Regions from separate parts of the Sus scrofa genome. Here region 2 is linked to region 1. The links are chromatin contacts, called in public Hi-C maps. All regions are on one chromosome and are shown on one strand. The core of a region is the stretch at or near the end of the contact, and the rest is flanking DNA. Distances in the headings are between cores, read along the strand shown.

What was found. Hi-C and Micro-C count contacts between places; a contact is called where the count stands out from the background.
Region 2: a contact with region 1 is called in a Hi-C map of skeletal muscle, with 11 times the contacts expected there. The contact joins two enhancer-like sites. A contact is called at or near these places in 5 of 47 Hi-C or Micro-C datasets (embryonic fibroblasts, epiblast stem cells, fetal skeletal muscle and 2 more) and 1 of 2 datasets of contacts at active chromatin or transcription factors (skeletal muscle).

The regions. Positions count from the first base shown.
Region 1 is chr14:137,627,925-137,635,204 of Sscrofa11.1, forward strand. No RefSeq gene overlaps it. Among named protein-coding and RNA genes, the nearest start is that of MKI67, 340 kb to the left of the region's middle. Within about 2 kb of position 2,312, at least 14 of the 83 cell types and tissues checked have an H3K27ac peak or open chromatin away from gene starts, as enhancers often do. A contact at or near this core is called in skeletal muscle, where this site is marked.
Region 2 is chr14:138,076,014-138,082,910 of Sscrofa11.1, forward strand. No RefSeq gene overlaps it. Among named protein-coding and RNA genes, the nearest start is that of MGMT, 420 kb to the right of the region's middle. Within about 2 kb of position 4,373, at least 4 of the 83 cell types and tissues checked have an H3K27ac peak or open chromatin away from gene starts, as enhancers often do. A contact at or near this core is called in skeletal muscle, where this site is marked.

The DNA.
Region 1 (7,280 bases), core at 1,062-3,561:
TTCTTGTTTTTTTTTTTTTTTTTTCCTCCCACCCTCTCTGCTCCACGCACAAGCACAGAAGCAACAGGCCCATGTCCAGAGCTGCCCAGGCTGGGGCGGGGCAGAGGGCCACTCCCCCCAACTCAAGCTCAAGGAAGGACCCCGGCCCTGGACCAAATGGCTGCTTTGCCACAGGCCCTGAAGACAGTGCGGAAGAGATGGGTCCCTCCGTCCGAATTACCGGGCTGTCCTGCCTCTTCGGTCTGCCTGGGCTGTCGACGTTAACACCCATCTTCAAATGTTATTGACACGCTCCGTGTTTTCTTAGTTTGCATTTACCTTGTTCACCATTTTATTATTCAAGTTTTCCGTCGTTGCCAAGTATTAATCAATGTATTATGCTGCTCCATCGGGCAAAAGCTGTACAGAACGGGGTGCCCCTGGGGTTAACACAGTCAAGAACGAGAAAAGTGTTTTCGACATGTACACAACATGTGGTGTACTATTATCATGAAATGAGGTGAACTGGGACTCTATACATATGGATTTTGAATTGCATAAATTTTGATTGATATCATTTGAAGACCAAGGCTCTGAAAGGCTAGATTTTGTGAAAGACGATACACAGACCAGCTATTACCACATACAATCATACCAGGAAAAGCATCTGAAATGAGCAAGGCAGCTGGCTTTTAAATAGCTAAAACATAACATCAATACTTATTTTGAATAATGGAAAAAAGAGGTAAAAGATGGTGACCCCAGCCTGACAGGAACACGCTCTGAAAGTAGGACTGGCCCCCTGGGGGCAGCCCCTGCTGCACGGTAGCTGCCAAGCCTGGCTCTTTCTCCCTCTTTCTGCCACTTTCCCTGTCCCCTCCCCCCATCTCCATCCTCTCCTCTTTTCTCTTTCCCTTGCAAAAAAAAAAAAAAAAAAGTAAATATTTTTGTGAGCATGAAGCCACTACAGACAAGCGGCTAGAAAAAGAATTTTCACAAATTCAGGAAACACTTGAGAGGTAAAACCAACATCCTGAGACAGAAGACAGGCCAGCTTCTGACACCAGGTTGGACCTGGGAGGCCAAAAACCTCCAGCCAGGAAGTGCTGGCCACCGGGTCAGGGCTCCAGAGGCCCCGCGCCGAGGCAGGAGGGAGCAGAACTTTCCATGCACCATCGACACCAACAGGCCTCTTCATGGGAAATTGGCTGAAAATGTGCTGACCGGCATAAAACTTTTATTAGAATCCAGGACAGGGGGCTGAACTTCCAGGGGACAATGGTTTCGGGACGGGGGGGGGGGGGCGGCGGTGGTTTGCAGCCAGGACGGGTGCTCAGCCGAGGTCCCTGCTCCATCTTCGGGGCTCAGCACAGGGGTCCCCGCCTGGCCCGCAAGGCGCCCACCACCTCCGCTCCCTCCGCGCGTGGCGCCCCCCCCCCGCGCCCGGCTGCGATGGGGGCTCTAAGCCCCGGATCCCCAAATCCAGGCGGCCCCGGGGTGGGGTGGGGGCGAGGGTGGATGCAATCTCCCCCCCCCACCCCCGCCCCCGCTGCCTTGAGCTGCCAGGGCAAAAGGGGTGGGGGGCGGTGCAGACTTTCTGGAGGGGGAAAGGGACATAAATCAGGGAATAAAAAAAAAAGTTTCTGCACATTTTCAAAACCCACGTTGCGCTCTCTGAGGTCCTTTTCATTTTAACCAAATCAGGGGGAACTTGTCCTCACAGCGGCGAGGCAGATGGAACAATAAATCACAGGCGCCGCTGACTGCCTGCAGTGCACTCTCCACAGCTGTCACTTTTTTGTCTCTTTGGTTTTAGCTGACACGGTTTGAGGTCCACTGTGAACCAATCTGGACTTTTTTTTTTTTTACAGTCATATCCATCAAAACGACCCGTGGCCATCAGCCCACCGCGCCATCGATCCGGTGGCCGCTGCCTCCGCGCGCCCCGCGCCACCCGGCTCCTAGGTGAGGCTGGGGAGCAGCACCTCGTTTTAGCGGATTTTTTTCCCTCCTCTTTTTTTTTTTTTTCTCTTTGCCTCCAGCTACAGCTGTGATTTTCTGAGCAGTCTTGGCTAACGTTATTAAAGTTGCATCAGGATAGATACAGAGCAAAGCGGATCCGGGCTCCGCGCTGGAGCTGAGAAGATCGGCCGCCTCGGTTCCCCGAGTTGTTGTTTTTTAAGTGAGCGGAGGCGCGGGCTGAAGCTCGCTCGGAGTTTCCAACTCCGTTGCTTATTTTGCAAAGTAAACAAGCAAATGTTATGTGCATAACCTTAGCTGTCTCGCTAAAGGTCAGCGCGCCCCTGCTCATTTCCCGGGCTGCCTTTTGGGGGCACTCTGACGCCGAGGATTTCCTCGGGTGTTGGGGAAACAAGACGTGCTCGCCTAACAAAGGCTCAATCTACAAAGGCTGCAAAACAAAACATTGATTACATTTGAACCGGGGTGCGGAAGTTTACTTCGCTGTAGAAAATACCAGCCCGATGAGCGCTAAAGAGCGAGCAGGCTGGGCTGGGGGCCAGGGTGCCTGGTCCTGGGTCCTCGGAGAGGGACAGTCCGGCTGGCAGGCGCCTACCGCCCAGAACAGGGTGCCCCCGAAAATGCAGGAGATGGGCGGCGAGGTGAAACTACATCCTTCAAAGTTTCCTTAAGTATTGCATTTTCTCCCCAGATGGCATCTTGCCTTAAAATCTTTTGAAAACACTTTCGTTTAAGCAGAAATAATCCTACATAGGTCCATAAGTTTGAACTCAAGAAAGAACCGGCCAAAAAAAAGGGGAAAAAAAAAAAAAGACTATTTATATGTGGGCATAGGGAGCTCACAGATATACAATTAAAAGAAAAATTGGCTGCTTAAAAATCCCCAGTTAGGTCAGGTTAAATTTATTATATTCTTTTATAGCTGAACTCTATGGTTTTGACTTGAGGTGACAGATGAAATGCAGCAGAAACCTTTGGAATTTCAGTACTATATATTTACTATAAGGAAGAAAATAAAGTTCTACCATTAGAAGGTAGGTGCTTGCCTTAAAATGTTCAAGAAAAAAAAAGATGTTAATTTTTTTCCTGCAATTCTTTTTTCTTTTTTTTTTTTTTAAAGGATGAAGTGAGTTACGTGAGCAGAACAGCCAGCTAAGCATAATATAAACACAGCTATGAAACGCTGCCCTTGCTGCAGATTGAGAAATGTTCAGGTTGCTAGAATGTGAAAGGGAAGGATGGCTCACATTTTTAAGTGAAATCACCTAATTTGGTTAATGTGCATTTTTGCCCATATGAAAAACATCTTCTGAGCAGGACTCCTTGAACCAGGTGTATGTGTGCTCTGAGCACCATCGACCAATGGTGTGGTCCACAAGGACAAAACATGAATCTTTCTATGCGGAGCTGCCCGTGGCTGTGCACAGTTCAATTCCAAGAGAAATACAGGGAAAGGATTTTTTGATTGTTTGTTTTTGGTATATGTTTCCCCCCAGAAAACCCCGTCCATTTTAAGAGGAATCCCTTCATAGAGTCAGTTCCGGTTTTAGCTTTCCTGTTAACGTCCCTGCTGACTTTAGAAAATAGATTAAATATGGAATCCATTCTTCAAACTCTATCTTTGTCCAGTGGCAAATGTCTCACCCTCTGTCAGGTGTCTGCAGTGGATCTTGTTCTTTCCAGGCAATCACAGTGAAAAGCATCCCTTAAAATACCAGGAAGTCCATCAGCAGATGCCTGGAACAAACTACCCCGACTGCTTTCTGAATGGAGGTCAGACGTTGCAAAGGGCACTGTCACAATGACATTGAAATACTCAGTGTTGCTGCAGTCTGCCTGCAGGTCACAGGTACTGTGCTCCATACCCTTGCATGGGTTTTGCTTTCCAAGGGTATAGCCAGCCCCTGGCCACACCGGCGGCTGTGTGGTTCAGCATAATGCAGTTTTATTTGGGTAAGAATGGGGAAAAAGAAAGACAAAACTTTAAACCAACAACAAAGACTCAAGTTCCCTTAAACTCTCTATTTCCCTGTGCTTCTTGATTTATATTCAAATGGAAATTTGAATACATGACCAGTTATCAAAATCCAGACGCAGGATCTTGCAGGGCCAGTGTCTCGAGCTGCAGTTTGTATGTGTATATATGCAAAGAATTAATTTTCTATTCCTGGGAAAGACGTGAGGACATGGCCTGTATTTTTCACTCTTGAGTATATTTGGTACAAAGAGTTGAAGAAAAGGACGGGATATCTCGAATTCTGCCCTAACTGCAGAGCCACAGAGCTTTCCAGCTGCACTCCCAGCAGAGAGGGCTGTGCTTGGTGGCCCTTAAGGAACCCTCCTGGTCTGCACACCACGGCTCTCAAATCGCACAAACCCTAAAAAAAAAAAAAAAAAAAAAAAAAAACACCTTTGCCGGCAGGCAGCGTTGTCTGTGCTTCCGCCTGCGTCCTTAAATCTGCATTCTAAGAACTAAATGACCGGAGTTGTCAGCTCAAGACCAGAGTGTATTTTTCGCCGTGGCCTGAAACACTCCCAGATGATGCAGCTGAGGGATAAAGCCTCCCTATGGCTGTGCTATTGTTTTATCTATTTTTCACTTGACACCAACCTCTAGTGCAAAAGTCCTGGGAAACCGAAGAGTCGCCGGGGCTTGATTTTTCTTGCACTTGCCGTCCTGAAGATAGGATCCTGCTTGCTCCTTTTACCAAATAGTTTAGTGCATGGTAGGGCTGCCGAGAAACTCCACAAAGGGGATTCTGTTTACCAACAATGCACTTTTAGACATTCAGTTGAATTCTGCAAGATCCCTTTTTCAGACGGCTTTTTTTTTTTTTTTTTTTTTGCCCTTGCCTTTCTCTTATGTGCTAAATTCACAACGGAAAAAAAGACATTATTTAAATGTCTGCACCTCTGTCTGTCAAGACGTAAGACATAAAGGACAGATTTTTCTTATTTTAGGTCTTCAAAGGAGCAAAAGAAAAAAAAATAACATGGATACTGTATTTCCTCAAGCTTTTTTTTTTTTTTTTTTTTTTTTTCTCATGCCACCTAAATCACTCACTGTGTATAAAATATAATTCCTGCCATGGGCTTCTAAGAGAAGGACCCAGGAATGGGGGAAAAAAAAAAAAAAAGGAATTTACAAATAAGTTTACTATGCAGGATGGGAGATTAAGTTTAGCTGCAGAACAAAGGCTGGATTATACTGATGTGTTTCGGGTGAGGTGCCCAGGTAACCAGCTGACCTGAGTACTCCATCCCCTTGCAGGAATCACAGACTGGCTCGGCCAACCCTGAGGGTGGCTGGTGGTGGCCTTTCAAAGTTATTTACCTCCTATCCTCTGTCGCTTTTAAACCAGTATGAGCAGCTGTGGTCAGTGATGGCCTGTGGTCAGGGGTTCTAGAGGTTTCCTGAAGGGCACATCAGAGGCATCCAGCCTGAACAAGGGTGGGCCACTGCGGGCCCAGCATTGTCCTCTGCAAACCTCCCTCCTGCAGGAAGTGGAGGGTCTCTAATTGCAAGGGGACTGACCTGAGCCCAGGGCTGGCCTCGCCCTCCCCCCCACAACCATTTGAATATCTTAGGTACAGCAGCGTTGCTGGGAGCAAAACAAAAACATGTCATGTGCCCAGGTGACATTTCGTAGCAAACAAGCAAATCACAATCCAGGAAGTGTTGCGTTTTATGCCAACAACATCCTGACAGTTTTCTCTGTAAAGAAAACATGACACTTTTCCAAATATCAGAGGAGGCGTCCTCTGCTCAAGGGACTCCTGTCCTGTCACTGAGCTGGAAGGTCGCAGGCTGGCTTCATGCTTTCCGTGGCTTCACAATGTGGCGGCGGAGGGGTTGCGAGCTAAATGCTGTAGGCGAAGGGAAGTCTTTTCCTTTATCTCTGAAAGAAGTGACAGGAGGAAAAAGGTTCTTGGTTGACAGTAGTGACCTCTAGGTGTCGAGGCTCTGCCCTAAGCAACGGGGGAAGTAGAATCGCCCATGTTAACGTGTGGCCGCCGATGCCCCAAATATGCAAGAGGCAGGGAGCCGGCGTGGACTTGACCTCACCCACGTGCCGCTGCTGCGGACCCCGGTGGGAGGAATTCTCCTCCTGTGCAAAAAACCCCGTTTCCATAACAGCCTGGGGACCTCGGCGACCTCCGCCTCCGCTCTGTGCTGGAGATGGCCTCCCTGGCAGGTGCTGGCCCTAGAAGCCACTCTGTCTGCAGCACCCCTGCCGCCCCCATCGCCTCCCCTGGGAGTGAAGAGCACAGCGCACCTGCAATGGCACGAAGACCACATTTCTAGAAACACCCGCGTCCTGCACACAGAGTTGGGGGAGGGGCACCCGGACGTTCAAGAGCCCTCCATCCTGGGACACCTTCTCTGGTGAACTGCTTTGAGGTGTCCTCAAGTGCTTGTGGTCGTTCTGTCATCTTCCAAAAGGTGCCCGCCAGGACAGAGGCTCCGTGGGCTGGGGGGCGGGCAGGGGGGCATGATGTGGTGGGAATCCAGCGAGCCTCCAGGGGAGGCGGCCGCGCTCATAAGAACAGGAGACTGACGATGGAGACGCAGTTTGCTCCCTTTCGCAGTCAGGAGACTCGACTTTGAACCCTGATAAACGCTGAGGCCGTTTTCATCTGGTCTCAGCTGTGCCGAGGAACGAAAGAATTCTTTCAACCAATTTCTTTTAAGAGTGGGGTTCCATTTTAATTAGTAGAATGGCAAAATGTCGCTTGCCATGTCAATACATAATTCTTTGAGTTAAAGTCAAGCAGTTGTTCTGCCCACAACTAGGAAGGAGGAAAATCCAGTCAATTCCCAGGCTTGAAAGCAGTTGAGCAGAATGAAAACCCATGGGCTGGCTCCCTGCTTCATCCCCCTTGCCCCCTGCTGGCACGCCCCACCCGCCCCGTCTCCCACCCCCACCTCCCCACACCTTCCACTGCTGGTTATATACTTCCTGTTGCCCCTTTTATAAGCAATAAGAATTTAATAACTGAGGGCAACTCTATAGCAATATTTATATGGGTCAAGTGGCTTAAAAGTATGCAATAAATGTAAAGTTATGAACCACATTGCCCCTTTTTAAATAATGCAATGAGCACGGAGATATTATGTTTCATATTCTGGAAAAAGGTGTTTCAGGCTAAGCTCCTGGCGTACAGCAGACATGAAAAGTTATACTGAGCCCATAACAAAGTCACTGCCTCCTTAATGCGGCGTGTTATGTCAGCTCCTCATCCTAATCTCAGCCCCCAGCAAGGAGGTCCCAGATGGCATCAACAAAACCTTAGCATTTCTCATTAGCAATCAGCAAATT
Region 2 (6,897 bases), core at 3,123-5,622, 450 kb after region 1:
GTGTTCTGGTTGCTCTGCCACATGTGGAAGTGTCCAGGCCAGGGATGGAACCAGCTGCTGCCGTGAAAAGCCAGGTCCTTAACCCACTGAGCCACCAGGGAACTCAAGTGGCCCCATTTTTAGAAGTTCTATAACGGGCAGGTACTACTCCTGTGGTATGAGCTTTCAAAAAGAGGCAATTGTTTAATGGAACGAGGCAAGAAACAATCTCCATCAGCACTGACACTGTTAAACTGGCAACGAAGCCTCTGTTTTCCAACAAGGTTGGAATCAGCGTTTCACTCTCTCCTTTACCAGGTGAGGAAACCGAGATACAGATACCTGGAAGGGTGCCTGTGCTTTCACAGGTAGCGACTATGAGCCGGCTCTGAACCCAGAGGGCAGCTGTCGCTTTATTCCAAGGAGCGCCTGCCCCTCCCAGGAGGAAAAGCAGCAGGCCCCCTCGGGCTCCCCTGGGTCCTCCTGCATCCACCCCGACCTCAAAGACAAGCAGGGAGCCCTGAAGGCTCGGGGTTCACCTTCCCAGACACTGCCTTCTCACCATCTGCCTGCTTTTCCCGCCTCGTGAAAGAGACATATCCACAGCACTAAAGAGAATCTCCCACCCAAACTTTTTGCATTTGTCAGGACTTGTAAATTACAGACTACAAACATCTGCCGTTTTTCAGCCGAAATTAACTCAACCACTGATGGGTGACAAACAGGTGAAGGCACATGACCAATAGCAGCTTCGAGCAGTGGGGACAGACCAGGGAAGGAATCCCACCCCCACCCCCACCTCCCCCGGCCCCCCTTCCTCCGGCCGTGGAGGATGAGCTCTGGTGAGGCTGGACAGGTGGACAGATGTGTGGGCCACAGAGATGCTATTTTAGAGGCAGAAGACATGACTTGGAGAAAGATTTCTGCCATTTGTGAATTCCATGTGCGTGGAAAAGTCACCCAGATTCTCCATTTTCCTAGCAAGGAGTTAAAAATCTCCTCAGGAAGCTTTTGGGAGAAGAGGCAGGCCTTGTGGGAAGAAGAAAGGCTTTGCGGAAAAGGAGAGGAGGGCCCAGGCCGAGGCAGGTGCCCCCGCGAGACCCTCCTCGCTGGGCTTTGTCGGGGGTGAACCTCTGGGGAAAACCGCTGCCTTTTTACATATAGAACTTGGGCTGTTTTACAATTTATGTCACTGAGTTCATATACTATCACATTTCACGTTCTATCAAATTTCATAGAGTTCTCAAAAAATGCGTTTGGACATCTGGATGTTATGTGGTCGATGTGTGAGTAGAGAGGTCAGGAACATGCCGTGATCTGGGGGGCGGAGGGGGCTCTCCTCCCCACCCCTCACCTCCTCGAGGTGCGGGGGGCAGGGGCCGGTGGACTCCTGCGCAGAAGCTGCAAAGTCCACGAAGCGAGTGTGGACGATTCCACTGCCGGGCGGTGGACCTGCAGGGCCTGAGGCCCACCCACTCTTTGCAACAAAGGGACTGCCTTGCAGGGGCCCACAGAGCCGGTAGCACACAGCGTCGCGTATCACACAGGCGCGTGTGAACACGCATGGCAACCGACGCTGAGTGTGTGTTTCGCGGCCCACTTGGCAATCCAGTAACTGATCATTTCCCAGGACTTGGACTCAAATTTTAACGACAGGCGCTCTTGGTGAAGCTCTTGCCGGATCGGTGGGCAGCTTTCTCTCCTTTCTTTTCCCCGTGGTCACCCTCGCAGGAGCGGCGCTGTGACACCCCCCCCACCCCCGTCTCCTCCTCCGTCCCCTCTGCTGGCCCCTTCCTTCCTGTGGGATGCCTCGCTGAGGGTGGCTGTCAAGGCCCAGAGCCCGGGCTGTGGGTGAGCCAGCCCAGCTGGACGAATTAACATCCCTCCAGTAACTCAAACCAGCAATGACTTCATCTCGAAAATTTCCGAGCAGCACAGGTCAGAGCGCGAGTGTGGACAACAGCAGTGGGGTTCCCAGAGACGTGAAAGGGGGCTGGCGAGGGGGAAGCCAGAAACTGCGACTTGGGTGAGACTCCAGGGGCATATATCTAAAAACCCAGGATTTCTGACAAATCTTCCGAGAATCCACCCAGCCTCTCTGTCCTGTTACATGTAAGTGCACCAACAAATAAACAGCATTGCACTGCTCTGTGCCTCAGGAGTCCAGGATATTAACATACGTTTCACAGGAGATAAAGGAAAAAAAGGTGCAGACACATGACTTAAATTGAAAAAAATATGCATGCATGATGGCACCTTACCTGAACTGAGGGCATTTTAAATTTGTTTCTGCATTTCACATCTATGTACTGTAAAATGTACTTTCTCAATAGGAAAGAAAAAAAAAATAAGAAAAAGGAAAAATATCTAGATAGGAAAGTAACAAATAATCTTACCTAGTTATTAACAGCAGATTAGGTCTTTTTTTCTAATTTCGGTTTGTTTCTGCTGACATAGCTTTTATACTAGTGTCTGGAAATATACTGACACATAAAATGAAAGGAGAATTTTAAGACACATATGAAAGGACCGTCCTGAAGCTATTAAATTCTGTGCATAATATTTTATTCAAGGTGATCGAGGGGCCGGATGTAGAGCGACGGCAGGCAGGCACGAAGCACAGAGGGCTGATGCCCACCGGGGGGTTGGGGGGGCAGGTGGAAATGGGGGCGGGGGGTGTTTGGGTTTGTTTCGTGGAGGGAGGGGAGGCCTCACAACTTCCTGATGAAAATGGAAGCTCCTCAGCCATCCTTCCTATGTCGGTCGTGGCTAAGACCCGGGCCTCATCAGATGGGACGCGGCTCTCAGGCACGACCAGGTCACTCCAAGCGTCCAGTGCCTTCGCTGGGCATGACCGTTACTGTTCTGTAGTTTTCTCCATGGCGGGATGGGGTGCAGCCCTAAAGATACCTGTGAGGACATCCCGCCCGGACTCCGTGCCTCATGCTCATTCAGGCGGGCCCTTCACTCTGTCCAGCGGGGAGCCAGTGTCTCTTGGCTCTTGCATGACGGGTTTTCTTAAAGACTCTTCCGTGGGCCCAGGTTCCCTCACTGGGGCCTCTGTTGCTTCAACAAGAAAATGGGTCCCATCATTTTCTTTCCCCTCCTTCTTCTTGTCGATGATGAGATGTGCCTTCCAGAGAGAAAGGCTGGACCCCATCCTCCTTTTCAGTTTTTCTACAAAGAAAGATGTCACTTAAGCCTTTGCGTTGCCTCATTTCACAACAAACAGGAGATGTGCAAAGGATTGGCTTGGGCTTTTCCACGTGTACGTTTTCCTGCGTAGGTCGTCGTGGTCTGTTCTCCTCAGTCTGGACCCCCACGGACAAAGAAAAGGAAAACAGAGCCAATCTTACTTACCAAGGCTTTAAGTCTAAAGGATAAATATTTGCATCCCTTGAACAACAGCAAAAGTTGAACTTTGAGGAAATGGATTTTGTCCTAAATCAACGCGACAGAAAAATTAAGAACAGTGTGGATTTTAATCCACTATGGCGCCAAAGAACGGATTCCCCTGTTGGGTGATTTTAAAGGAAAGAAACTCACCACCTATTGATTGTCAATAAAACTTGCGCTTTTCCAGGCACAGTTTGGAACAAACTTTCTTTACCTCCCTGGAGCACAAACAGGCGAACAAGTTTGCACGAGCACGACAGGTGCACCTCCTAGAGGGAAAGGCAAGGCCGCTTTCCAGGCTGAGGGACAAGCCTGCTGGAGAAGCCCAGAGAGCTCTACCTTCTATCCCACCCTACAGAGCTGGAGGTGCCGAAGCGGGGCCCTCAAGAAGCTTAACAGAAACAGGTGGGCCCTGGAGGAAGGGGAGGGGGCACCTTGGCCCTGCCCAAGCCCCTTCCCCTCCTGAGAACCAAGCGCGGGCTTGTCCAACCTCCCAAGGAGCTGCAGGAAGCAGACCAGACCCACCAGAACATTCTCTCCTGGAAAGCCCCCCACCCCACCGGGAGCCACTGGGGGCCAAGCGCTGCCGGCCCGTCGCTCTGAACAAGCCCCAGCCGCACGGAGAGAACAGCAGGTCTGATCCACTGGAAGCCCACGCGGTCATGGCCAACGGCCCAGGGGCCAGCAGAAGGTCGTTAAAAAATTAGAACAAACATCTGGTACATTTTCAGAACACAAAACTTTATCCTATTTTTAATCAAAGCCATATTCAAAAAATATTAACTCTGGGACCGCCTGCCCCCCTCAGCCCAGGGCCAGCTACCAGTGATGGGGGGATCCCTGGCCTTGGGGGCTGGCTCCTTTGTCCCCCTTCCCCGGAGCTGAGCTCACTCCCATCCGCCCCTCCTGACACCCACGGCACAGCTGAGACCCCAGCCCCGCGAGCCTGGCGTGTGCCGTAGCCAAGCCCGAGGACTCTCCGGGCCTCCTTCTAGAGCCCCGGGTGTGAGGCCCAGCCTCTGTGCCCAGGCTTCCCAGGAGGACCACAGCCAGGATGACAGGCCCAGCCTGTCCGTGTCAGGCCTCGGGGACAGGGTGCCAGGTCTGGACAGGCCTCACGGCCAGCAGGCTCCACGCGAGGCTGGGAGCGGGTGGGACAGAGAGGGGCTCTCTGGGGAGTGGAGAGGGAAGCAACTAGAAACAACCACTTAACATCTATTTAGAGCCTGGGAGCATTTGTGGAAGGCGTCCCCATTACTGTTGAAAAGATGCAAATTTGGTGAAATAATCAGCTGTATGGCTCCGGGCTGTTTCCCGAGCACCCTGATTCGTAACAGGAGTGAAGGGATTCGCCTAAGACACCAGCAAGCAGCAAGGCCAAGTTCGCGTTGCTCAGAGGGAGCCCCAAACCAAACTCCGCCAAGCGCTGCGAAAGAAGGCGTGTTATCTCGGGAAGACAGTTCATCCAAGGAAGCCAAAAAAAAAAAAAGCAAACCACAGCCCTCAAGGCTGGTTCCAGGAGAGCAAAAGAGGGAAGCCCACTGCTCAGAGCATGAAGGCGGCCAGGGTGCCCGTTCTCTCCTACCCGCTTCCTTGGCGAAGGGGCTCGCTTCACTGCAGAGTGAAAGGCAATTAAGGCCGAGCTATGTTTCCAGCACTGTTTTAAGTTCCACATCAAATATTCTTTCAGACATTCAAGAATACACTTATCTACAAATGAAGGGCATAAGCTATGCTATTGATTTTTGCATAGGATCTGCTCTTTATGGAAAACTGCTCTGCAGCTCCAGCAGATACGGTGAAATCTCGCCCTCCATTAGAAAGAGCCCAACAAATGACTTCATGCAAAGAGATCATCCATCCCGCTTCCTCGGGCGTTTCTGACCTCTTACCCCCTTCCAGTTGGCAAAAGTTGGGGGCCAAAAATTCAAACGGTGGAGCATGGCGGTCGATTTAATGCAGAAAATTCTTCTTCGTGCCTGCACCATAGCAAAGTCTTTTAAGTGATGCAGTTACAATGGACCTAAAATGCCACAGCCTGTAAACGAAATATTTCATCAATTTGCTGAGTATAAATTCTATCTGAAAACTCCAGCCCACTAGGATAAGGACATAAAGTGGCCTTTCAGTCAAGGGCTGTGTTGTCATGTATAGTGAACTTGAAATAAGTTTAATGGGCAAACAAAAATGCATAGAGATTACCAGGCGTTACTTGATTCCTTTTTTCATACTCTGAGCATGCGGGCTTTTTGTCCCCTTTGCTTTTTTTTAAACAACTGAAGAAGGCACTGGGCATTGTGGACGATGGCTTTTGGGTTTTGCCACCACATAAAATAGTTCATTCGGCTTATAACTTGGTAAGAAATTGAACTTGAAGTAGGCTCTGAGTTCATGTGTACACACATGCGTGTGTGTGTGCGCGTGTGTAGGTTTGTGTGTGTGTGCGTGTATTTTGTAGGAAGGGAGGCATAAAACCACAGGGAAAGCAGAGAAAGCTGTTAGGATGCATTGTGTATTTAGTTTTCTTTCATTTTCCCCTCAGAGGATGGAGAGGGTGCTGTAATTTTCAAAATACTGCAAAAAACATTTCTACAAATTGCTTTGCTTGTCTGCCTATATCCATTAAGCAGCACAAAATAAGCGAGGGGACCCTTCAACGCAAAACACCTTCTTTTTTTTTTTTTTTGCATTTTCTGTAACAACATAAAAGCTGCTGTTATGACAAGAAGTCTGGTAGTTCACCCTTTCATTTATAATTTAACCACAGCCTATATAACATAATCCAAAAAATATGGGGCATGATTAGTATAAAAATCAAATACAGTAGAGGCTTTTGGAATACTCCAAGAACAAAACAAAACCAAAAAAGGAGAGCGGAAGAAAACATTGCAGGCATCTGAATATGTGCGGTATTTCTTTAATACTTCATTTTAAACTACCTAATTGTGTTTTTAAGCTTCGGTTCCTGTAATTTTGCAAGACGAGGCATTCCAGTGAGGAAACATATGGTGAGGGATTTTTAAACCACATAGCGAGAGTGCATCATACACTTATCTGCTGTTTTAGTGTCACAAAAATCCACCGCTGAATTTATCCAGTCACCCATTAAAGAAAGAAAAGAATTAAAGGAAAAGGAGGTTTAAAATCCCCGAATGCTACAAGAAGAAGGAGTGAAATGTGGTATCAAGTTCACGTCGGAGGAGTGGTGGAGCTTCAGGACTTTTTACAAGAGCAGCAAGGAGCAATTAGCTGTCTGCAGCGAAAGAGTTACTCCGGGGGCACGGCGGTCGGTGGGCCTCTCCCGCCGGCGACCCCTTCCCACTTAAGCACCTTCACCCCTGAGCTTTCCCAGGCGGCCCCTCCGGAGGGGCGGCAGTGTGAAGCCCGCGAAGGGGGTGGGCCCCAAAGGCGGCAGACCTCTAGACGGGGTGGGCAGAGGGGTGAATACGTAGATTCAGGGGCGTTTGCCTTGATTTCGAAAGTCCCTTTGTCACTGTCACTTTAAAAATAGTTTGCCTCTGT